Linked DNA regions of Mus musculus: all the other regions are linked to region 1. The links are chromatin contacts, called in public HiChIP or PLAC-seq and promoter capture Hi-C maps. All regions are on one chromosome and are shown on one strand. The core of a region is the stretch at or near the end of the contact, and the rest is flanking DNA. Distances in the headings are between cores, read along the strand shown. Region 1 holds the start of Vwa5a (von Willebrand factor A domain containing 5A). Region 2 holds the start of Zfp202 (zinc finger protein 202). Region 3 holds the start of Ccdc15 (coiled-coil domain containing 15). Region 4 holds the start of Robo3 (roundabout guidance receptor 3). Region 5 holds the start of Msantd2 (Myb/SANT-like DNA-binding domain containing 2). Region 6 holds the start of Tbrg1 (transforming growth factor beta regulated gene 1).

Region 1 (2,967 bases), core at 290-2,789:
GACTCCACACATGGTCTCCTTGCAGGTGGCTGCATGGACTCACTCACAATAGGAACTGTTTGATCACCCAGCCATCTTTCAGGTAGCCAGAGCAGCCTGGTCAGTGAGACCACAACAGGTGCCATCTTCAAGTCTAATGTAGGGTCACAACACACTGAGGTTGTTTGCTCAGTGACAGGGACTGGGCACATCCCTGCTGCAGGGATACTCACTTGCACCAGCTGTGTTCTGTCTGTTATTTGAGCAGTTGGAAAAGTCTGACAGAATTAAAATGGCTCAGATCAGGCCAGCAACAAAGAGATAGCAGGTAAACAAGGAAGAGGAGGAGGATGGACAGGAGGAGGATCGCAAGCATAGAACCACAGGAGTACAGGAGCACAAGAAAGGACTTTTCCTGGGGGCCAGTGAGGAGTCTGGAGTATGAGGGAGAATTTCTACTGACACCAGCTAGACGCTTAGAGCAGGAGACTTACCTAGGAGCAGCAATGCTGAAGGACAGATTATGTCTGACAGCAGAGATCTCAGGCTTGCTTTGGCTACTGCAGGAAGCTAAGAGAAGAGAGGGGTATCCATTTCAAAGAAACATTCATTTCCTCATTCCAACCTCAGAACAGATTTCCCTCATCGAGTCTTCTATCCTCTCCCCCTCCTGTCCTCTTTCACAGTCAGTCAGCTGTGACAAGTGTTAACATGCCTTGAGTTAAAGACTGGCTATAGACTGATCAAAGTTATAGCCTTAAACCGGGTGCTGCTATAGAGCTAACAGCCAGTGAGCAGCTTAACTCCAGGCAGAGTTTGGTGAGTCAGCTGGCCACACCCTGCTGTTTACAGCTGCAGGGAGAAGGGATTCTGTGCTAGGAGTCAAGGAATGTGCTTTGTGGAGTGAAGAACCTTGAATAAAAAAGTTATTTAATCCTTAGCCTCTCCATCTAAGACCTGCAGCATTGGATATTTACAGAAGGCACAACTTCAACTACCCCAGTGTCTATAGAGAAGGGTTTATGGGATGCAATGGAGCAAGGCAGGTGGATAATCAAAGCTGGATTACCATAGGACAAACTAACCTGAAACAAAGAAGAAAAACAAACAAACAAGCTCTCCTTGTAAATCGAAGGAAGAGGGAGAAGAGGGAGATCAGAGAGAAATGGGGCAGGGGTGCGGAGAGAGTAAGAAGGGGGAGAAGGAAGGGAGAAAATATTTGTTTTTTAAATTTCCAGCTGGAATCAATTGCAGGAGGGAAGCAGAGAGAATATGAAACTGAAATTGAGATCATTTATGTACTGTCAACCTAGAAAAATCTTCTGGAAACACACACCAGGATTAGTTTCTTCCCCACCGCACCCTAAACCCCACGGTTTCCCACTAAAAGACAATTATAATAAATACTTTGCACTGTTAACTAGAATAAAAGGCTCTTACCTTTTAGAGGGATCAGTAGGATTCTTCCCAGAGAGAGCAGAGTAGAGCAATCGCAAACCTCCTAAAGTCTCCGCAGCTTTAAAAGTGAAAGTAACTAAAGCAGAACTTCCAGGAAGACCCACCCCCTTCTAGGGACCAGCTATAAAGTTACACTTGTAGGAGGACAGGGATGGACTGAAAATTCCTAATGAAATAGTGAATTTCTGCTTCAGTTCTGATAGAAGGATGAAAGTGTTTTGTTTAAAATTTAGAGCAATTGCTCTGTTTTTTCCCCTCTGCATAGTCTACTCTGAGACTCAGAAAAACTATTAGTCAAAGGTAGAAGATTTGTTTTTCAGGGTTGAATGCTGAAAACGTATTATCAAAAAATGATATAAAATGCTGTATGTTATTAGGTTTCAGAACCTGGAACAAACACTTGAAGTGCATATTTAACATATCAAAGCAGAGCTGGCCTCTAGGTTGTCCCAATATCCCTGAGTTTGTACCTGGCATACCCCACCTTTAACCCCAAACTTTCTAGCCCACAGACTGGGCTTCCCCTCCCACAGAGGCTCTTTGCTATACTATTTGGACATGTTCGTCTCTCCCTCTCTTTTCTGTTTCTTCTTCTCTCCTCTCTTCCCCTCTCCCTTTTCCTTTTCTCTGCATGATTTCTAGCTTTCTCTCTTTCTCTTCACCCTTCCCTTGCTCTCCTTCCCCAAGGTGAGTTTCCTGGCCTCCTTCTTTGGAGTCAGAGAATTTGCCTGCCCAAGAACAGTTTCTCAGTAAACCTGTAGTTATATGTGTTTTAAACTGGCTTGAATTGTATCATTTCTTTGTCTAAGAAATAACTTATCATATACCTCAGTAACAACCTTGCTCACTAAGAGCTTCCTCTCTGCTAAATCCAACTAATAGGAAAATTATTAAGCATTATATTAGATCATTGGCATTGGTCTATATGTTATACCTGGAGACAGAACACATGTCTGCTAACAAATATTTTTTCTTCCTAAACAGTTTCACCTAAAATGAACTTGTGTCTATAAAATGATGATTAGATTTATAACTACTTGGACTGTTTTAAGTTATAATGGTTCAAAATGGGTATGAAGGTCCCACAAGCATATACAAATGTATATTAAAGGAAGCATAGTGTGAGCACAGATTTCCTTCTATGACTAATGGATATTCTTATGTCTTTTTATATGCCTGACTATAAAAGAGAATGAGTCTGTGTAGGAATAATATGCTGAGTTGTTTGTCCTCCCCACTGTAACAGATCTCCATTGACTGCAGTATATGGACAGCAAGGGCAGAAGGGCAGAGCTCTTTCTCTAATCTGGTAGACCGAACCCTAGGACTTGAGGTTGGCTGCAGAACAGATGCAATTGTTTGCTTGGAACTCAGTGTATGAAGGAGCACATCTGGAAGTGCTTGCTGAAGGGAGCCTCATATGGGTGTCCAATGAGAGGCTCTGCCAGAGCTTGACGAATACAGAGGCAGATGCTCATAGCCAATCATTGGACTGAGAGTGGGGTCCCTGATGAAGAAGTTAGAGAAGGG
Region 2 (2,967 bases), core at 132-2,631, 1.5 Mb before region 1:
CCCTCAATAGTGATGTAGGTCTTGCAGTGGCCTTGGAATGACTGTCTCCTGCAATTATACAGGTAGAATGCAAAGGGTGTGTACATAGGAGACAGGAGGAAAGGTCAGCAGCTGTCTTAGAAGAAAAATGTACTGCCTTCCTCCTAACCCTTTTATGTTAGGCAGCAATAGCAGAAAGTGACTCAAGATATTTGATGGCCTCCAAATATCCCACTGTCACTTGCTTCTCCTAGCAAGCTTCTCACAGCCATCCTGACACTTCATTGAAACTGTTTTCTGGATTAAGGTCCATGGGGCTGCTTCAAAGAAAAAGCTGCACAGAGAGATGCCTTGTGACTTCGTTGCCCCAAGCTTTCCCTACTGCCTTTCACCTGTAGACTATGGACAGAATAACCTGACAGCAAAACCCTAGATGTGGCACTCCTAACCACGACCAAGACGATAAGCTGGACCTAGAGATCTCCCTTTGGGGAGTTCTGCACAGAGAAAAGACAGCGCTATCCATGTGTAGAATACGAGACAGCCACAGCCCAGGGGAAAGTGTGTGAGAGGACCAGGTCGGCCATGGAATAAAAAACTAGCAAACTTTCAGTCCACTATGGAAAGTCCCGCAGATGGTGAGATGAGCTGGAGAAGAGGTCCCCGAGCTGGTTGTCAGGGGTAGGAAGAAAGAAGTTCAGACAGTGCAGACAGTAGCCTCTAGCTCTACAGGGAAGTTCTGAGCCTGTCACTAAGCCAGGTGAGAGCCACACGCTAGACGGCCAAGGACTGGCAAGGATCACAGGTGATAAGATCGCATGTGAAGGGGGCGGGGTTCGCTGGGAAGGAGGGAAGGCAAAACCTGCAGGGAGGGCTCTGGAGCAATGTGCGATGCAGAGTGAAAAGTCTGAAGAGAGGGGAAGGTGGGCGTCAAGGGGCCTAGGCTACACCCCACTGGCTTCTAGCGCACCGGAGCGGTTGGTATGGACGCAATCCGAGGGGCACAGTGCATGTCCGCAGGCCCCCAGAGGGGGCGGAAGGAGGTGGCTGGGCAGAGAAGCCTGGAGTGCCACCCTTGTCTCCGGACGTCCCGGCTCTGGCCGCGAGGAGGTGACATGGTTACAACGCCCAGGCCGCGGGGACCCCGCCGCCACCCCTTCCCTGGCAGGCGCTGTCCCCCGGCGCCGGGGGGGCGGGGTCTGCTGCCCCTCCCAATGCTCCTGCCCTTCCCTCCCCGCCCGCTGCGGTGCCCGCTCGCCGGCCAGGTCCCCGACACTCACGTCTCCCGCGGCTCCGGCGGCTCCTCCCCTGCCCGGTGCTCCCCCACCCACTCCCGGCCGAAAGAGCCGAGCGGGATCCGAGTCGCGCGGGGCCCAGCGGGTCGGAACACGTGGGTCCTCTGCGCCCGGAACCGGAAGCGACCACTCGCCCCACCTCCAAGGGGTGCTGGAGCCTGTCTAGGCTGTAGGAGGTTTGGTCCACTCGTTGTGTTCCTGTTGGTCGAAGCCTGGGGCTTCTCCAGTGAGACCCATGCCGGGAAGCATTCCCTGGACTGCTGCCCTCTATGGCCAGTCCCCTTTGCGGCAAACCCATCACCTTCCTAGGCGTGGTATTCATTGTCCACTTCCTACAGGGTTTTGTTTTCATCTTTCATGTTGGTTTTGGTATCTACATCTCCACAAGAGAATCCCCTCCTTCCCACGCAGTTTTCTTTTCCTTCAAGCATGGAAGAATAAAAAAAGAAAGGTTTAGATTTGAATGCTGGCTCCTTCATGCACAGCTGTTGCCGGGCCGCCAGAACATCTGCCTGTCAACTCTGTCCGTCTTGAAAAAACACAAACTGTTGGTCTTAGAACTAAAAACTGGAAGGTAGACTGAAGCTCAGTAAGGAAATGGTGGTGTTGTCTATTAACCTTTGTGTGCTATTTTGGTGCCTCTTTGCCACTGTCTTCCCTGATCTAAGTTGTTCATTTTTGTCTTTGTCCCTAACACTTCTATAGTCCATCTTGCCCTGAATGTCACATGGTGACATGTGCAAGTCTTCTCCTTTCAGCCATTTCTTGAAAACCGTTTCCGTTCATGGGACAAACTGCTCGAGACTGCTTAGCATACTTTGAACTGGACATGTTAATTGCTTTTGCTAGAGAGGCAGCTGTGTTCTGCAGAGGGTGTTACAACACCCTTGATCAAAGCTTTGTTGAAGCCCCAACTGGAAGACTGTTCTTCGGTCAAAGGAGTGGATGGAGTCTACCTCTAGCCTGGCTGAAGACCGAGCAATCGTGAGATTTAATCCAGTTGTGCCCAGCCAATCACCTGACCACCCCACCAGAATGCAAGTTCACTTAATACCGTGGTAAAAGACATGGGAGTTGGTGACGGTATCCCTTTAATGAGATAGATAATGTACTTTTTCAGAAACCTGATTCTGTTCAGTTCAGGCAGTCAGTGCCAGAATGGGCAGGTCTGTCTGCCCTTCTGAGTCCTGACTAAGGTATACTTTTCCCCTCCTCCTCCTCTTCCTCTTCCTGTTCCTCTTCCCCCTCCTCCTCCCCTTCGTTTTTTTTTTTTTTTTTTTTTTTTTTTTTTTTTTTTTAAATCTTTATCTGAGGACACTGGACAGAGCCAAAGTATGCTTTTTCTGTTACTTGGAGCCTTTCTATTATTTTCTGAAGTATCCCTCCCTCTGCTGCACTATGTGACTGCTTACAATGACAGGTTTGTTTTCTTCCTCTTGTCCATTTTCTTTTTCTAGGCAGGGGCTGAAACTGAAATTTAGTTTGCCTGCTCTGTTTTTTTTTTGTTTTTTGTTTTTTGTTTTTTGTTTTGTCTAATAAAATTGTCTTTGAGGTTTCTTCTTAGTGCATTTTAAAATTCTATCGTTAATGGGGCTAAGTACCCCGAGAAGGGTACTAAGTAATGAAGGTTTAGTATGAGAATTTGCTCCTCCAATTATGGAGGCTGAGATGATGGTGCAGGATCTGTGTGGAC
Region 3 (2,967 bases), core at 195-2,694, 1.4 Mb after region 1:
ATATGAACTTTAGTCCTCTGGAAGAGCAGGAAGCAGTCTTAATTAACCATCTCTCCAGCTCCTACCTGGAATCATCCTATACCTGGGTATGATGTTTTGTGACTGTTATTCCAGCCCTTGGGAAGCTGAGGCAGGAGGAACCTGAACTACCTAGGAGATCCCATTAAAAGCTGTGAAACAATCAACTATATACCTAAAACCCTCCCTTGAAGAGTATAAAGGCTTGTTCTATGATCATATATAGTTTCTGTTTAAAAGTAGACTAGTTAAAAAAAGTTGGCAGGGTATATAGTTCTTGACCAGCATGTATGAAGCCCTGGGCTTAACTTCCAGTACTGAGTAAAATGAAATACAAACAAAACTCAAAGATCAACTTCAATTGCCCTAGTGATGTCTTCTCTGGAAATGTCCTATCAATGTCAGTGTAAATTCTCCAATGGATTTTAAATTCTCCAAACAAGGGATCTTTGTTCACTGGGAGTATCTGGAGTAACCAGAAAACATACTGATATATAAAATGCTTGCAATAAGGTATGTTGAAGTAAAGCAGGGTGACACGTGCCTGTAACGGCAGCCATTGGGAAGGCTAAGGCAGGAGGATTGCAAGTTCGAGGCCTGGGCTACACAGTGAGTTCAAGTCCAGCATGGGCAACTTAGTGAGACCCTAACTTAAAAGCAAAATTATTAAGGCAGCTAGGGTTTCCACTGCTGCACTTGCCTAGAATGCCAGAGGCCCTTGGTTCAACCCCCAGCACGAATATACACCTTGAGTAAAATGAGTGTATGTCTTTTGGGTTTAATGAAATATCCCAAGCATTGTTTGGAGTGAGTTGTGATGGTCACACACAAGAACATGTCAAAGGTAATCACGAAATAGCGTTGTAAACCTTAGGGGCTGCATAAAAGCGCAGTCTGGTTGATTGTTGGCTTGGTTTGCTTCTCAAGGATCCACTGGCAACATGTTCTTGCCCAGTGGTTCTCAACCTTCCTAATACTGCGACTCTTTAATACAGTTCCTTATGTTGTGGTGACCTACAACCATAAAATTTGGGTGCGACTTCATAACTGTAATTTTGCTCCTGCTATGAACTGTAATGTAAAATATCTCATTGCAGGATATCTGATATGCGACCCCCAGAGGTAGCGACCCTTAGGTTGAGAACTGCTCTGTCTATTCCCGAGATTTCCTCAGCGGTGAACGCTTACTCGCCTGTTCATCATGTCAGACCTCTCACTTCGAGATTTGAGAAGACTACAGCGCCAGTATCCAAAGAGAGGCCGAGTCTAAGCTCGCTGCCGGATTCAACAACCCGCTCTAGTCCTCCCCAACCAAAGGGCAGGAAGCGGAAGTGACGTAATCCCCGCGCTCGGATTCCCGCCTCCCCAGCCCAAGACGGGTGACAAATGCGGAAGAGGCAGGGCAGGCGTGGGCCCCGGGGTGGCAGTTTGCTGTTTGTCCTTTGCGTAGCAGCCCGCGGAGTTTGAGTCTGTGTGTGAGACGGACCGGATCGCGGCAGGCTCCAGGCTTCACAGGTCTCCTATCCAACTGTTGGAGCCTCACAGGACCCCGCTTTCCTGGCCGGGCTTCAGACGCCCCCCACCTCCTGTGCCCAGGCTTCTTAAGACCCCCGGCTCCTGCCCGGGCCTTAGACTCCCCTCCAGCCCCATGCCGTGGGCCGGCGCTTTTCCACCCGCGGTCATCTCAGACTCAAGCCCTGCCCTTAGCGCCCGCCTATGCTCACCTCTGGGCAGGCTTTCATCTCCCAAGTAAATCCTTGTTTTTTCGTCCTCTCATCTCCGTTCCTTCTAGAAAGTAATTTTTACGCCTTTCCCCCTTGTCTTAAGCCTTGTCCCTCTTTCTCTTTTCTTCTAACCAGAAGTCAATGCCAGGAGGTATGGCGCCCCTCAAGAAGCCTCGGAATCCCACAAAATTGCCCCTGGCTTTAAATCCCACGAAGAGCAAGGACGTTTTGGCAGTGCTGGCTGAGAGGAACCAGGCCATAATACCAGTTGGGGCTTGGGTGGAACCTGCCTCACCAAATTGGTCGGGAATTCCAGCACATGTGAGTGTCAGTTGACCCGGTTACTGTGATCGCTGCCAGCCCTTTTTATTAGCCTTCTCTAAATTTTTGGTACTTAAAGAAAGATGAACTGCTGGAGGATGCTGTTTCCATTCTGATACAGGTTATATTCTTGCGTCAAAATTATACAACAATGATGTGTTTTCCAAAACTTGCTTCATCTTTGGTTGACACAATCAAATATTAACTTAGTTCTTACTACATACCAGCAAGTAGGCTAGTTTACTTCACAAACATGGTTGTTTGCTGTGAATGGCATAGGTACTGTGTACAATTTCCCGACACTGTAACATAAGAAGAATGACAGTTGGTCACTCTTCAAATGTTAAGTAGTTGCTCAGAGTTTATAAGTTTTTAAATGCAGATCCAGGCAAAATGAAAATAAGAAAATAAAAGAAAGAGGTTAATCCTGATAGACTCTGAGGAAGTTGTAAATTCCACGGGGCCAAGGAACTTCTTGTTTATTTTTGTTTTTGGGGTAAACTAGGTCCTTAGGATGTAGTTGTTGAACGAATGAGGAACTATGGTCATTGTCTGTGAAGGAATAGAAATGCTGTACACTCAGGGTAGAAGCATTTCAGATGAAGAAATGCCCTTTCAAAAGTTTACACATGTAAATATTTGATTTAATTTAATTTAATTTTTGATTTAATTTAATTTAATTTAATTTAATGTAAATATTTGATTTATTTACACATGTAAATATTTGATATTTGATTGTAAATATTTGATGTAAATATTTGTTAGTATTTGCTAACAAATGAGAGTGGTTTTGCTAGTTTTTTTTGGCTTTATTTAGTATTTTTTCTTTCTTTTTTTAATTAATTAATTAATTAATTTATTTTTATTACATATTTTCCTCAATTACATTTCCAATGCTATCCCA
Region 4 (2,967 bases), core at 156-2,655, 1.3 Mb after region 1:
CCTCACCATTTAGTTCATCCCACCTTGAGCTCTCTGGTCCTGGACCGAGGACTCCGAAGCACTAAATGCCCCCAGAATTCCGTGGGCAGGACACTGGATTGTAGAGACAAACTGGTTGGTGGGGCCATGTTCCTCTACTCTTGACCTGCTTTTGGTTTGGAATCTGCCACAGCTTCATCTTCCACCCTGGAATTGAGTAGCATATAGCGCTCTGAGCTGTCTTCCTGTGCAGGTGTCCCCTTACATATCAGAAGCAGCCGCTGCACGATTACATAGCCTAAGAGCAATCCAAACACTTACTTGTCCACAGAACCTACAGGATGGGAAAGCCACGGTCTCTTGCTCCACATTCAACATCATTTCCAGTCTAGAGAAAGTGTGTGCAGGAGAGGGGCAAAAGCAAAGATGGTTGGCTGCAACATCTCCAAGGCTAAAATAACCCCTATTCGAGACAGAACCGGGGCTTTGGTTTTCCTGTTGCACACCCCACCCCACCTCACCCCGACCGGGAGGATAAACAGCTGTTATCTGGTTCCAGCAGTTTCACACAATTTGGCATTCACCCGGTCTGTGACACTTTGCTTCCTTTGTTCTAGACTTTTGGTCTCTTCAAAACTGTCAAACAACTTCCTAAAACACGTCATAGTGGAGCAATGCACTATGCTAATAGGTGCGTGCTGCCTGGATTCTCGGGGTCTCCTCCAATTTTACTCAGTTCTGAGCACCCGGCAGGATTTCCTGACGGGGCGGGGGGGGGGGCGCATCTGGAGCAGGACTCCAGGTCAAGTTGGATCTCTGTATCCCTGTGGGTTCCTAGTGGCAAGCCACAGGATTAGGAGGAATCGGACGCGCACGTGGGGCGAGAGGTGATCCAGCGGTGGAATTCTCTTCTTCCCCTCCACCCCCACTCCCAGGTATCCTAGCACCCTGCGCTCACGTTTCCAGGACCCAGAATTTGAAAGGCACTGGAAGCTGGGACATTGAGAGCTCAACAGTGTCTGCTCTCCCAATGCCTCAGTTTCCCTGACGTCCGAGAAAGGAAATAATTCCTGCTATAATTTTAGAAAGAAGGGCTGAGTCTGACAGAGGCTCAGTCCGCGTCTTGGGGGAGAGAGAGAGAGAGAGAGAGAGAGAGAGAGAGAGAGAGAGAGAGAGAGAGAGAGAGAGAGAGAGAGACTCTCCCGCCAGGTTCAGAGCAACATTTGATGAGAGGAGTGTGGGGCGGGGACTCTAACTTGCGCGCGGCCCTGTTAGTGGCCATCCTGGTGGAGGTGGGGATATGGAGGAAGGCGGATTAAGCCCTTAATTACGGCGTGATCCGAGTGGCACCTGCTTTCCGCCCGCCCAGCTCCCAGGGGATTCTGGCACTGGGGGGGGGGGGGGTGGAGAGAAGAACCAGCGAAGGAGGACAGCCCGCGCAGAGGCACGGCCGGTACCCAGGCACGCCTGCAGGACAGCGGCATCGTGGCTGCCGCAGCGCGCAAAGGCTGTGGAGGGGCTTACGGCTCCCGGCCCGCGGGTCCCAGACCCAAGGGCTGGGCTCCGAGGCCCCTGCCCAAGACCCAGGCGGGCTGCGCTATGCTGCGCTACCTGCTTAAAACACTACTACAGATGAACTTGTTCGCGGACTCCCTGGCCAGGGACATCTCCAACTCCAGCGAGCTACTCTTCGGCTTCAACTCCTCGCTGGCAGCGCTCAACCCTAGTCTGCTTCCTCCTGGAGATCCCTCTCTCAATGGTGAGACTGTTCGATGGGGACCTTAGATTTGGAGATCGGGATGAGAGGGCTGCTTGGAAGGGAAGACGGAAGGTCTCCTTTTCCAGGACCCAGGGGCGCCTGTCAGGGCCCTCCTGGGAAGTGGGGTCCCAAAGGAGCGTCTGAGTTGGTGTATTTGCCTGTGGTGGAGGGCTGCTGAGCCCCTTTCTCCTCATCTCTCCTACTATCCACCTACCACACCCACCCCAGGTGGGAGAAATGTAAAGGGCAAGTTCCAAGCTAAGAAGGAAGGTTAGACCAGGGCACGATGTCGCCAGTCGGCCAAGGCTAAACCGGGCACTAGGTGATCCACCCAAGTAGCAGATGCCACTTCCAGGACCTAAAGTTTTCAAAAACCTCACTCAGAGCAAGGGTGGGAAAGCCCCCAACTTTGTAGGTGTTTTTACGCGGAGGGTCAAAGTCAGCAATCTTCTCAAGGAAACTTAGTATTAAGTTTGTATCCCCAGTGAGACTCACAGCTGACCCAGCCTGGCAGAGCGATGGCGAGGTCGTTACTGCTAATTACAGTGATTAATAAATAACTTGAGACAGCGCTGCCCCCCCTGAGCGCTGCAGGCAGTCTGGAGAGAGGCCTGATCGCGCTCCCTGCTGGCTACGTCAGGAACTCTCCCTCTGGAAGCCTCTGCCCAACTTAGGCTAGGGCCCCGGACTCTGGACATGGTCCACCTTTGCAGTCTCTAAAAGATGAAAGGATTCTCTCTCTCTCTCTCTCTCTCTCTCTCTCTCTCTCTCTCTCTCTCTCTCTCTCGTTCTCTCTCTCTCTCCCCCCCCCCCCCGTACTCAGGTGCAAGGGAGGAGCCCCAGAGCCCTATTTGCATGGCCATTAGCTATTCATTAGGCTGCTGTCGAAGCATCTCTGGAGACCAGGAATGACAGGGAAGAAATTCCAGGGAAAGAGAGCCCTCGGCTGTGTCTGCAGGAATTAGAGGGAAAGCGTGGATCAGAAGGGTGTTGTGTGGAAGGAGTTTGAAGAGGGCTGAGATTCTCCAGTCTTGCCACCTTTGAGGAGTCCCAAGAGACCAAGCAGTTATTTTCTCGGATTTTTTACTCACCTAGAGCTTTATACCAGACATCTATCTTTTCATTTAAGCTTGAAAAGTCAGGGAGGGACGATGGTTGTTGGTCACTACACACTGCCACTAGGGAAAACAAAACAAAAAAACAGCTATGGAGGATAAAGAATAGGGCAG
Region 5 (2,967 bases), core at 229-2,728, 1.2 Mb after region 1:
CAGACACTAGTAAGAGGGAAGAGCTTAACTAAAGTACAGCTCCTTGTCTGCAAAGGCAGATACGAAGGCCTAGACAACGCATTAGAAACAGTAAACCGATATGCAGGCTGATGGTAAAATTAACCCACATTAAGCCTCCACATTTAAACATGCTGATGCATAAGGATGGCCAGATGCATACTCGGTTTTACTTGTCCGCATCCGGGCACCCTAACTAAAGCAGAAAAAACCTGGGTGACAAGAGAGGGCTTCCTCAGAATTAGAAGCCTCCTGACTCTCAAGGCAACCTGACTCTGAAAAGATCGCCAGTCCAAATTCCAAAAGAACCTTCAAGCAGACTAACGTTCAAGGTGTCCTCTACTGTCCTCTACCTCCACGATAACAATACACGACCTTTCTTTCACTAAGCCTTTCCAGCTCTCCAAAAGCACCTCAAATCTTGCTAGTCCTTGTATCACCTCAACTGACAAGCAAAGCGACTGACACAAAAGGCCAGCCGTCCCAATGCTCTATTCTTGAAACTTCAGCAAAGGAAAAAAATCTTACACTGGGCGCTCATCCGGCCCTCTGCTACCCTTCCTCAATTCCATCCCAGCTGGAAAGCTTCAGTCTGGGAGCCCCTCTATCTGGGAACAAAGCAGTGCGGGCGACAGCACCCGCGACAGTTGCGGGCCCCGCGCACAATGAGAGAAACTACCAACTTCAGAGCGCAGGAACATCCTCAATTGGCAAGAAAGAGGGGCGGCGGCAGACACGCCCAACTTCAAACTCAGGAAACCTACGGGCTGGCGGCCATCTGGAAAGAAGCGCCCCTTCCCAGGGAGAGAAGAAAGAGGCGGAGCAGACACAAGGGATACCCGGGGCCCGGGAGGGGAGCCCCGCGCTCGGCCCGGCCCCCGCCCCCAGGCCCGTTTCCCCGCCTTCTCTGCCTCTGGTTCGCAGCCCCGGGCAGAGCGGCCGGTTACCTTGATGCGCTCCCGGCACTGGGACGGGGTCCGCTCGTAGCCCAGCTCGGCCAGGGCCCGGGACACGCGCTCGTACATGGCCGGCCCAGGGGCCTTGCTGCCGAATACCGTGCCGGCTCCCTCCAGCTGCTGGTACCGCGCCTCCACCAGCCGCTCGTTGCCCCATACAGCGATGAGCGCGTTCGTCTCTGCCGGCGTCCACGACATACCCCGGCAGGCGGCGGCAGCGGCCGCCGCAGCCCCGCCACTGCCGCCGCCGGGCGAGAAGGAGACCGAGGACGAGGCAGCGCCGCGGCCCCCCAGCCCCAGCCCGAGACCCCCGGACGCCGCGGCCCCCGAGCCCGCCGCGCTGCCGGGCCCGAGAGGGGAGGCTCCCCGAGGCGTGGAAGGGTCGGACAGCGATGGGTTCCCGTCGCTCAGGTCGCCGGGAGACGCCGGGGAAAGCACCTCCATCTTCGGAATTTTGAGCGGCGAGTTGGCGGGCAGCTCCGAGCCACAGGGCGCAGCCATCTTCCAAGCCGCCGCCGCTGCACCGCCCGGAAGTGACGCACCCCTGCATCCGGCCACCGGGGTCTCCGGGGCTGCCCTGGGGCCTGGCTCGGGGCTGAGTGGCTCGCCGCGGTCAGAGGGCCCGGAGGATGTGTCTGGCTGGCCCAAGCAGCCCGCAAATCTTCGCCTTTCCCCTCCAGCCAGCTGGTGCCGGCCGCTCCTCTCCCGGGAGGAGAAGCTGGGACCCGGCGCACCCAAGCTCCGAGCAGAGAAGGGTGGGGGCATGAGGGCGCGGGAGTGAAGGACTGGTTGGAGCCTCCCCACTTCCTTTCCAATCTCAACCCTCACAACAGGGGTGAGGCCCGCGAGGGCCTCGAATTAAGGACGAATTGGCTATTTCTGTTTTCCTGTCTCCGCCCCTGAGCCTATCCTCCCTCTAAGCCCGCCTTTAGGTACGGGAACCGAGGTCCAGACTGGAGACTAGGAAACCCTACAAAGGGTATGTGGAGGAAGGCAAAGCGGGAAGGCTGCTTGCAGTGGTTCTGGACAAGACTTTCGAGAACAGATATGAGTTAGAGTTTGCACGCTTTAGCTTTTCAAGAAACTCAGCCTCTATAGCAACTCTGATTGCACTCACGTGTTCTGCTAGGCAAACACCCTGTCACTGAGCCACACCCACAAGCTTCGTTTCGTTTGTTTTCTTGTTCCTCTGAGTAACTGTGTAGCCAATGATAAAGTAAATGTCTTTCTTGCTTTTATACAGTATCTATAATGGGGACATGAAAGAGCTCCAGAGCCCAGCAGAATAGCTACTCCGGTACCTCAGTCCACTGGGATTTGGGACTGGTTTAAAATTTCCCAGTCAAGTTCAAGGAAATGAAACTGTTCCTGTGACCTAGTAGTAAATTAGCACTCATCACTCACTCCTGAATATTTCCGTAAAGTCTTGAACATTGAAGTATCATATAGCTATAAGATATAACCTTGTTTGTGTGGTATTATTTTGGTTTTTGACACAAGGTTTTTCTGTGTTATCCTGGCTGTCCTGGAACTAAGTCTATAGACCAGGCTGGCCTCAAACTCCGCCTGCCGCCTCTGCCTCTGGAATGTTGGGATTAAAGGCCTGAGCTGCCACCACCACCTAGTCAATTTCCATATTCTTTAAAGCTGGAAATCCTGTTTATCTCAGATCATTAACTTTAAAACCTCAGTAGTGGCAGAAAGATGCCTCAACCAGTACAGGTATTTGCTGCCAAGCCCGCCCAATGACTGAAGACAACCTGCTCTCATGACTTGTTCTTTGACCGTCATACATGGGACATGCCACCCATATCCCCACACTTACACACAAAATTAAACTTCATTTTAAAATGTGTTCGTTTAGTTTTATGTGTATAAACGTTTGCCTATGTGTGTATGTGTGAAGGGGCCTGATGTTGGTAACGGTCAGCAAAAGGCATCAGATCCCTTAGAACTGGAATTACAAGACTTGCAAGCCATCTGCAGGTTCTGA
Region 6 (2,967 bases), core at 163-2,662, 1.1 Mb after region 1:
TGGGAGATAGAAACAGGAGGGTCAGGAGTTCAGGGTCATCTTTCCCTACACAGAGAGTTTGGCACTGTTAAGAACCCAGTCTATCAAAGCCAACAAATAAACAATACCTTCTTTTTTGTCAAATTTGCAAGAAAATTGCCTTAATTGTAAAAGAAAAAGTCTCAAGTGAAAAAAAAAAATAATAATAAACATGTTTGGGACTATTCCACTGAAGTCTACTGGCCAAAAGAGCTTTCAACTAAAGCAGAGGCTGGGACTTTCCTCCTCATAGACACAACACACGAAGAAGATGAATAATACAAAAAGTCAGATAGATGTCAAAGTCTATGAGAACAAAATGCAGCTAAACAGCAAATCAGGCAGTTAAAACTAACGCTTTATTAAGAATAAAGTCAATTTCGATTACTATGAGTGCTTTCAGATTCCAAGCTAGAATTCCAGTATATATTTTCAAAGCAGTGTATTTTATAAGTTGTCACAATTCTGATGGCTTTTAAAACCAACTAAATCCACAGGAGCACCTTAGGTATTTGTGAAGGCAAATGGTACCCTGGAGTTGCATTATTAAGACCCAACCAAGTTCAAAAAAAGCAGCTTGTTACATGGGCAGTCATAGAAGAGTATCTACACGCTTTTTCTCTTGGGTTGCAGTTTGTCAAAACTGCAATGGTTTTTACAGTTTTCAGAGATTAAATACTTGGATCACTTACTGAATTCTAAGTTGTCTTTATCAGTATTAGGTTTTTCTCTAGTAATTCAGTGAGCGCGTTAATTATGTAACATACTTCTTGGCTTCCATGTACAACCGTAAACGTCTAGATTTGGAGAATTTAACAATAATTATCTTTTATATGAGTACACTAGTTTGGAAATCCACCCCATCTCATTTCTTACTTTGAGAGGGAGAAAACAAACAACAAAAACAAAATGTGAAAAAGAGGCTCAGTCAATTGGTTTGACACTACTGAAAGAAAAAAACGATAGGAAGTATGTGTACTTGAAACGCTCCTGGTTTCATTTTAAAACCACTGAAAGCCGACCTTGTGCTACTTAACATTTTATTAAAACAGTTTGCTAACTAGATACCAAGCTTTGGGGCAATCAAGGTCTTGTTTTACTATCCCCGAAGTTCACAGCCTAAGAAACACTTGTGCGATCAGCACATATGGGAAACTGAGTTCCCCGCATTAGTATTTAAGTCTGCTAAAACCCCAGGAAGGCCTGCTGCTCAGAGCAACCTGGGAAAGCAGATGTGGACGTGCATTCCCTGAGGGCACCTGCCTGAGCGTCTGCATCAGGACTTTAAACTCTTCCCTACTTCGCTGGCTATCAGCCGGGTAGGACCGGTTCTTTCCAGCTCCAGCTCCTTGCAACCCTGAGCCACACCCGTCCTCCCAGCCCACCGCTAGGTCCGAACCACCGCAACTTCCAAACCCGGAAGTTACACGTGGCGGTGCTTTTGCGCAACTTCCGGCGGGTCTTCCTTGGGAAATCGACTGGGAAGTGCCGAGGATCGCCATCTGTTTCTGCCTGCGCTCCATCCCCTCCGCGCCCCGGAGCTCCAGAACCCGGTCTGATCATGAGCGTGTTGAGCGGCCTGGCCTCCGAGCCGCGCACCCCGCTGTCCAGCAAGGCCAGGATGAAAAGGCTCCCGAGGAAGAGCCAGAACGAGAAGTACCGGCTGAAGTACCTGCGGCTGCGCAGAGCAGCTAAGGCCACGGTGTTTGTGAGTCTGGGTTTGGGTGGGGACTGTCTTCCCCACCTCAACTCTCTCAGAGAAAGAATATCCGTCCAGTGTTAGTTGCCTCGCTTGGGAATATTAGTTCCATATCCTTGCATAAGTTATTCCTCTAGTCCTGTCAACTCCTCTATAAATGAGGACTGAAGAGTGCTCCGCCAGCAAACTTTAGTCATTACCTTCTTGCTACTTTTCGTTTCGAGCCTAAGGAGTGTCTTTTAAGGCGAGCACACTGAAATGAAGCCCAGAGGGATGACGTGCCCTAACTCCAACTTGGATACCCTGATTCCAGTTTATTATTTACTCTACACAGCCTGTTTCCTAAGTACACCCAACCCTAACGCCATGGCTGCCGCTTTCGTAAACAGGCACCTAAATCTTTCAAAATTGTCCTGGTTGTAGCTCCCTTTGACGAGGCTTCTAGGTGTTTCTGCCTTCCCTCCATCCGAAACTGAAAGTGGAACTCAACATCAGGAAACAGGCTACCTCCTCCTGCTGAGGTGTATAGACACTTCCTGCTTTAATTGTAGGGATTTAGGATTTGATGAGTAAACTTCTTTACCAGCCAAGAAGTATTAGGGTCTAATAAATCTGATAACAGTCTAATAAATAGACTATTCTAGCTTAGCCAGTCACCTCAGTGCTTGCTTGGTAATAGGTATACGGTCCATATACCCTCACATCTGAACCTGCAGTTTAACACTTCTTTCTACAAGGTCTTTGTAGACGTATCGGGAAAAGTTTTGACTTTCAATTTGTTGTTGCTAAAACATTTAACGCTTGTATATGTGTCGAGGGAAATATGAGTAAATCAGGAAGTCAACACCTTATACTCACTGTTCTCTCTTGTCACATGATGTCAGAGCCTGCCTAATGCTTACAAGTCGACATTTAAAGATAGTGTTGGTTTCGTTAAGTATACAAAGATCTTATGAAACCAAAGGGTCTCCGTGTACTTAAACCAACTGATGCCTTGAACACCAATTTGAGGCTCCACCTGTGAAACACCCAAATAGGCATTTCCTTCAAAACTGGTTTCAAGACAGACTGAGCCATCAGTAAAGAATGATGGTACTTGGGTATATGCAAATAGATGATTAATTAAGAATTTTACATGCAAAACTTTTCATCCTTTTCTCTTCTCTCCCCTCCCCTCCTCCCCTCCCCTCCCCTCCCCCTCCCTCCCTCCCTCCCTCTCTCTCTCTCTCTCTCTCTCTCTCTCTCTCTCT

What was found. Promoter capture Hi-C pulls out the DNA fragments that hold promoters and counts their contacts. HiChIP or PLAC-seq counts read pairs in DNA pulled down with a chosen protein or histone mark.
Region 2: a contact with region 1 is called in a promoter capture Hi-C map of pre-B cells, with 5 times the contacts expected there. The contact joins the promoter of Zfp202 here to the promoter of Vwa5a in region 1. A contact is called at or near these places in 7 of 39 promoter capture datasets (the 3T3-L1 cell line, the C10 cell line, the HPC-7 cell line and 4 more) and 2 of 115 datasets of contacts at active chromatin or transcription factors (bone marrow-derived dendritic cells and bone marrow-derived macrophages).
Region 3: a contact with region 1 is called in a promoter capture Hi-C map of embryonic stem cells, with 3 times the contacts expected there. The contact joins the promoter of Ccdc15 here to the promoter of Vwa5a in region 1. A contact is called at or near these places in 2 of 39 promoter capture datasets (embryonic stem cells and liver).
Region 4: a promoter capture Hi-C map of hippocampal neurons shows a contact between it and region 1, with 2.0 times the contacts expected there. The contact joins the promoter of Robo3 here to the promoter of Vwa5a in region 1. A contact is called at or near these places in 3 of 39 promoter capture datasets (the 3T3-L1 cell line, hippocampal neurons and liver).
Region 5: a contact with region 1 is called in a promoter capture Hi-C map of liver, with 3 times the contacts expected there. The contact joins the promoter of Msantd2 here to the promoter of Vwa5a in region 1.
Region 6: a contact with region 1 is called in an H3K27ac HiChIP or PLAC-seq map of bone marrow-derived dendritic cells, with 10 times the contacts expected there. The contact joins the promoter of Tbrg1 here to the promoter of Vwa5a in region 1. A contact is called at or near these places in 7 of 39 promoter capture datasets (the 3T3-L1 cell line, cranial neural crest, embryonic stem cells and 2 more), 1 of 484 Hi-C or Micro-C datasets (Sertoli cells) and 5 of 115 datasets of contacts at active chromatin or transcription factors (bone marrow-derived dendritic cells, cardiomyocytes, epiblast stem cells and 2 more).

Annotation. Positions count from the first base shown.
Region 1 is chr9:38,716,840-38,719,806 of GRCm38.p6, reverse strand. Vwa5a (von Willebrand factor A domain containing 5A) reads right to left here and starts at 1,539. Exons shown (of 20, transcript NM_172767.3): 1 at 1,420-1,539; 2 at 474-549.
Region 2 is chr9:40,190,730-40,193,696 of GRCm38.p6, reverse strand. Zfp202 (zinc finger protein 202) reads right to left here and starts at 1,381. Exons shown (of 7, transcript NM_030713.2): 1 at 1,260-1,381.
Region 3 is chr9:37,346,834-37,349,800 of GRCm38.p6, reverse strand. Ccdc15 (coiled-coil domain containing 15) reads left to right here and starts at 1,444. Exons shown (of 16, transcript NM_001081429.2): 1 at 1,444-1,767; 2 at 1,878-2,063. The coding sequence starts at 1,884.
Region 4 is chr9:37,431,613-37,434,579 of GRCm38.p6, reverse strand. It overlaps Robo3 (roundabout guidance receptor 3), which reads left to right and starts at 1,405. Exons shown (of 28, transcript NM_001164767.1): 1 at 1,405-1,738. The coding sequence starts at 1,579.
Region 5 is chr9:37,487,832-37,490,798 of GRCm38.p6, reverse strand. It overlaps Msantd2 (Myb/SANT-like DNA-binding domain containing 2), which reads right to left and starts at 1,478. Exons shown (of 4, transcript NM_146222.2): 1 at 966-1,478. The coding sequence starts at 1,475.
Region 6 is chr9:37,655,757-37,658,723 of GRCm38.p6, reverse strand. It overlaps Tbrg1 (transforming growth factor beta regulated gene 1), which reads left to right and starts at 1,412. Exons shown (of 9, transcript NM_025289.3): 1 at 1,412-1,726. The coding sequence starts at 1,580.